Regions from separate parts of the Mus musculus genome. Here region 2 is linked to region 1. A link is a contact called in public Hi-C data. All regions are on one chromosome and are shown on one strand. Each heading gives the region's core, a stretch centred on a gene start, on an enhancer-like site or on the middle of the called end of the contact. The rest is flanking DNA. Distances are from core to core; before and after follow the strand shown. Region 1 has its middle 34 kb from the start of Rdx. Region 2 has its middle 23 kb from the start of Mir6244.

Region 1 (2,886 bases), core at 37-2,536:
TGGAACTTAATATATAGATCAGGCTGGCCTTCAGCTCACAAAAAATCCTCTTGCCTCTGCCTCCCAAGTTCTGGGATTAAAGATGTGCACCACCACACCTGGCCCTCATTATGATAAATATTTAGTACTGACTTGCGAGGGTCAGGTAGTGCGTGTTTGAAAACTATGAGGTAAACATGTACAGGAAGTGTACTATAACCCAAGGTTTAAGAGCATGTGTGTTGTAATAATTATTTCACATAAAAGAATGAACTTTGAGAGAAATCATGGGGGGAAAGAGAATATTCCTGTATGTTCTGTATGTATTATTTTGTTTGTATTTTGAGATGGTCTTCTATTTAGCCCATTCTGGCCTTGAACTAGCAACCTTCCAGCCTCTACTTTCTGAGTGCCAGGACTACACACATGAGCTACTATGTCTGGCCATATGAGTTGTGTCCTTGAGAGGAAGATTAAACACTTTAGTGTCTAGAAAACTGCGCTCGTACTGTTGAGCCCATTCCTGCATCTGCTCAATCGGGCAATAAAATTGATTTTTGGAAAGGTAATATCTGCGATTGCCTAGTTATTCCTACTCACTCAGACCTGCTCAGCCTAACCTCCTAGAATTGAATTGAAGATGAGGAAAAAGTAGCTTCCCCACTCCCACCCCTACCCCTGCCACAAAGGGATCTTTAGTAAATTGCTTCTTAGTGTGTAGAATAGCTCCTAACCCCACAAGCTTTAATGTAGCTTCCCAGTGGTACCTATGTTGCTTTGGGTATGTGTATTAAAAATCTGGCTCAATCAGCAACTAGATAGAAAAAACACTGGATGTGCACAGCCCTATACCCAATGGAATCATAATTCCTATTAGACAGGCAGGCCAGGTAGAAGGAAGATTGGAATAGACTCAAGAGGAAATAGCGACAGTCTGAAATAGAGGCTTGCCCAATAGCTGTTTGAGGTTCTTATTGGAGTGACTCAAGTTTCATTTCCAAAGGACCTGAGCCCTCAGTGACCCTGTCATGTTAAATATATTCATGATGACAATGGTGACTAAACACTGGCCTCCTGAAGAGGATATCTTTGAGAAAAAAGAAATGGGAAATTTCCAGAACTCACATTTTTGCTATATGGTGTGGTCATTAGGCAAATGGTTATCCTAGGGAAAAGGAGTCACTAACATTTGAAACAAAAACGGAAACCTGAAGAACACTTGAAAAACCAAGTCCCCCCAAGCCGTAATTATCACTGGAGCTGCGGATCCTGAACAATGCCCCAGACTCCTGCTCTGTGCTCAGAGGCCTTCCTCTGCCCTTTGGGCAGGAAAGGGAGAGTCACATGGACCAGAGCCAAAGGTAAAAATGGGCTAATTGCTTGTTATTCGGATGATTTTAAACTCACAGGCCTGGATGCTAGCTTGACCTTGCAGCTCCTCCATAAATAGTACTACTGAAGAAAAAAAAAAAAAGCTAATATTGTACGTGTTCTAGACCACAGCATTGGCTCCCTCAGAAGGTTTGTAACAGACGTTTTAGAACAGTCAGTCTCAGAGACAATCTTGAGACTAGTGGCACATGGCAACAAGTGAGGAACCATGGGTGACAGTGTGGGGAGAAGGGCTCAGGGGCAGGTGGCTGGAGGTGGAAACATCCAATGCACTGAGGGACCATGGGTTGGAGAAAACGGAAAAGCTGCATCAAGAGGCATGGGGTAGGGGAGCTGGAGATAAGATAGATATTGCTGATATAAACCTCTGCAGAACTCTTAGTAGGCAAGAGGATCTGTCTTTCTTTTCTAAAATGTGAACAGAATTTGTGCTTTAAAGGGAGATAAAACACCAAGTTAACACTAGTCAGCCTGCTTGCTACTTCCAGGCTGGAACTCAGAAGCCAAACACTTGGATGCAGTCTCTGAAACAACCAAAAATGATATCTTCCTCTCAATGTGCTTTTACAGGTCATCATTCTTTACTTGTTTGAGTGTCCTACACTTTCATCCCTAACGGATCTGAGCCCTGCCCTTGCCTATCTCCTATCACTAGGGTCAGTTACTGCATACCACAGCATGGGTTAGGTTAGAAAGCTTATTGGCGACCTAGAGATTCCAACCTCTCCTGTCACACTGCAGTAGGCTGTTTCTAGTGTCTCCCTGTTTCTAGTCCGAATTCATCATCCAGTTCACACGTGAACTTTGTCTTCTCTTTGCCAAGAAATGTCAGAGTCTGAGTTTGATTTTGCAATCCACTGGTTATTTGGTATACCCCTTTCCATTGGATCCTAAGTTTTAGGGTTGTTTTCCTATGGGAAGATAATGATCTACATAGAAGTCTGCTCATCCTCACCCATCCTCCAAGGCCTCCTCTAAGGGGGGTTGGGAGGGCGCAGAACCTACAATAGTAGGGCTAGTGATGGCAGCATCCTTACATCAAAGAAGAGTCTCCTGAAAACCAGTCTTAACCAGTGTTCTTTTTCCTACTCTTACTTTTGTTGTGGTTGTTGTCTTTGTTTTGTAGATTGCATCTCACCCTATAGCTTACTAAGTAATCCAAATAGCCTTGAACTCACTGCAATCCTCCTGCTTTGGCCTCTGGGGTCAAGAATGCAAGTACAAAGCCAGGACCATGATTGGGAGTGGGTAGGTTGGGAAGCAGGAGGAGTGGGGAGGGGATAGGGGATTTTCGGAGGGGAAACTAGGAAATGGGATAACATTTGAAATGTAATAAAGAAAATATCTAACAATAAAAAAGAAAAAAAAAGAATACAGGTACAAACCATCATACTTGGACATTTTCTTCTTGAATCAGGGAATCACACAGGGAATTTCCCATAAGGCCATTTATGTGTGCTAAGAGCTCAACTTCTACAGCTCCCCATCTAGAAGTGAGTGCTGAATCACACCAGC
Region 2 (2,747 bases), core at 226-2,725, 78 kb before region 1:
CTTCCACACCACCTCTCTTCATGGGGACCTTCCAAGGGATCCTCATGACCTTCTAAACCCTGACTATCAGGCCCAACGCTTATCCTAAGTCAGTCTTACGCTTTCAGAGGTTAAGTGGAAAAAAACAGCTCAAGGATTGTTGAATCCTGGCCACGTCGCACAATTAAATCCAGTGCAGAAATGTGTAGTGCCTAAATTTTGCTTACTGAAGCCCTTTGCTTTTCGATCAGAAAGTGAGGTCTTAGGGCAAGGACTTACGTCACGATGTCCTGAATGGCTAGCATACAGTGTCTGGAAGGTTCTAAGCACTAAAATATTTGAATGAATGCGTGCAAGTTCTTTCCCCACCAAAGACCTCCGGGAGTTCCACAACAGGTCTGAATCTTCTACCTTGACTCCTCAGGGCAGCTCAGCACCACTCAGCACTGCCCTGTACCCAGCCCCAGAGCAGGCTCTGTCCCCAGATTCAATCCCTGCCCACCTAGATGATGCCCTTGGTCCCAGCATGGGGGAGACTCAGAAGTGTCATACTCTGCCGCCTCCGTGCAAACTGCCACGGAGAGTAGCTCTCCATAGCCTCCAGCGAGGCTTTGCCTAAGGGCAGAGCATCAGGGGTGACCACACTGACATCCGGAGTCTAGCCGACAGCAGCAGGAGACTGACTGTATCTGTCTGCTTGCCTCTTATCGCTGCTCCTCTGCTTCCTCCTCTGACTGCACTCTTAACTCATCTGTGACTCCTCCAGGCCTTGTCATTAGTAAGCAGTCCCAACAAGAGTATTTAGTAAGAGTCATTTAAGTGCCACATGGAGGATATTTACCCCACAGGGTGAGCACCACTGTACTAGCGGTAAGCCTGTGGATTTGGGCAGGAGAGCCAGGTGGAGTTCTGCTGCAGTGTCAGCTTTAGGCCCTTGGAGATGACCCAGGACTGTTAGAAAGAGCACTCCCCTGCTCTCTGAGACTTAAGGATCACAAAGGTCGATGAGAACCTTCCAGAACACTGTACACTTCAGCTAAATGGTAACTTCAAGTGTCCTTTTACAGCCACCTCATGACAGCACCCCATCTGTGGCCCCAGAGCTTGAGGGGAGTCAATCTTGTGCAGGGTTTGAGCTCTTCCCTCTCCATGTTCCTCTGCTTGGCAACTGTGTCGCTGCTCCCCAAGGTTCCGACTTCCCCGCATGATATTCCTTGGTCACATGCTGCCTTCTGAACCTCAACTCAGAATACTTCGCTATGAACAGGCGGTGGCAGCCTGTTCTGTGTCCAAGTCTATCTGGGCCTTGACATATCTGCACATATAGTTTGATCTCTTGGGCTTATGGAAATTTCCAGAATGGATTGACCAAAGACACTGCAGCCAGTAAATCACCGTAGCTGTGAGGTCTGAGATAATCACCACTGGGTCCTGTCTTGATGACAAGGGCCCCTCACAGTGACCTGAAGCTGGCTCTCTAGTCTCCAGAGACTGTTTAATGAACACTTGCCAGTCATGGGATCATTTGGGTCCTCTGGGAGCACAGAATTACTGTAATATGTACCATATTGAGTAACAGTTTTTCAACTACAGGGAAGAATTGAAAAGTACGTGGATATTAGCCAAAGTTAGTCAGCAGTTTAAAAAAAAAAACCATATCTGGAGTCAAAGTTACCCATTTCTGATTCTAGAAAAGTGCTCTGACAAAGCGATCTGATTCAAAACTATGAACGCAGTAGTCAGAATCACGGTACAGCACACTGTTAGACTTGGATTAGAACCCAGAATCTTTAACTCTAGTTCACCAGGAATCCTCCCACAAGTCACACAGTCAGAAAAAGGTCCTATGAGTTCCAAAACAGGTCCTTTAGAAAAGAAGCAGAAACAAAGAGTATTGCTACACCCAGCAAAGGTTCGGCCACGTCCCATGTCTTTCCCATGTGCTCCCAAGAAGCAACAATCTCTTTCTCGGGGCCACTGCCTTCCTGCAGGCTAACTACTGAATGCAACTCCAGGCTTTCTTCAACCTCTGCACTGTGTAGTAATGTAGCATTGCAACATTAGTTATCAAAGCCACCGTCCTTGAGTCAAACCAATGTCCCCTGGCATGTTTCCCCGATGCGTGGACACCTGGCAGCACCCTTCCTGGCTCTGCGGCCTACAGTCAGTGTGTGGCAACTCAATTTCTATTCACTTTTCAGGTCTAAGACCGCCTCCCATCTGCTCCTCCTAAGTCAAGCATAGAGTGGCCTGTAATCCCAGAACTTCGGAGGAGGCTGCAGCAGGAGTACTGACATGAGTTTAAGGGACTGCGAACCTGCCTTAATAGTCAATTCCACAACTCTGTTCCTTCCTTATGAAAAGATAGTATGAGAGTTTTTTTTTTTAAATTAATCATAGAACTATCATATGATCTAGCAATTCCATTTAGGTAATATAACATTTTCATAGCAAACTTCACAGCAACATTAGTAAAAATGTGGAAAAAACTCAAATGCCAACTGACCAATAAATGGATAAAAGGTGGTATAAACTGGGACATTTATTCAACCTCAACAAGAAATAAAACACAGTAAAATATGAATATTGTATTAAGTGAAATACACTAAGTATGCCAGGCACAAATGGACAAATATGTATGGTTTACCTTGATGGGGTGCCTAAAAACGTCATAATTCAGAGACAGAAAGTACCAATAGTAGCTACCAAGGACTAGGAAGAGCTGTATTGAGTGGGTACAGCTTCAACATAGATGGTTCTCTGCAGAC

What was found. A called contact is a pair of places that touch in the nucleus more often than the background predicts.
Region 2: a Hi-C map of liver shows a contact between it and region 1, with 2.1 times the contacts expected there. The contact joins two enhancer-like sites. A contact is called at or near these places in 8 of 39 promoter capture datasets (the 3T3-L1 cell line, 3T3-L1-derived adipocytes, cranial neural crest and 4 more), 2 of 15 datasets of contacts at CTCF or cohesin (CD8 T cells and large pre-B cells), 3 of 484 Hi-C or Micro-C datasets (liver, nephron progenitors and pre-pro-B cells), 2 of 115 datasets of contacts at active chromatin or transcription factors (CD8 T cells and heart atrium) and 1 of 9 other capture datasets (liver).

What each region holds. Positions count from the first base shown.
Region 1 is chr9:52,012,526-52,015,411 of GRCm38.p6, reverse strand. It overlaps the pseudogene Gm6981. Among named protein-coding and RNA genes, the nearest start is that of Rdx, 34 kb to the left of the region's middle. Within about 2 kb of position 1,286, at least 10 of the 459 cell types and tissues checked have an H3K27ac peak or open chromatin away from gene starts, as enhancers often do. A contact at or near this core is called in liver, where this site is marked.
Region 2 is chr9:52,091,294-52,094,040 of GRCm38.p6, reverse strand. No RefSeq gene overlaps it. Among named protein-coding and RNA genes, the nearest start is that of Mir6244, 23 kb to the left of the region's middle. Within about 2 kb of position 1,475, at least 40 of the 459 cell types and tissues checked have an H3K27ac peak or open chromatin away from gene starts, as enhancers often do. A contact at or near this core is called in liver, where this site is marked.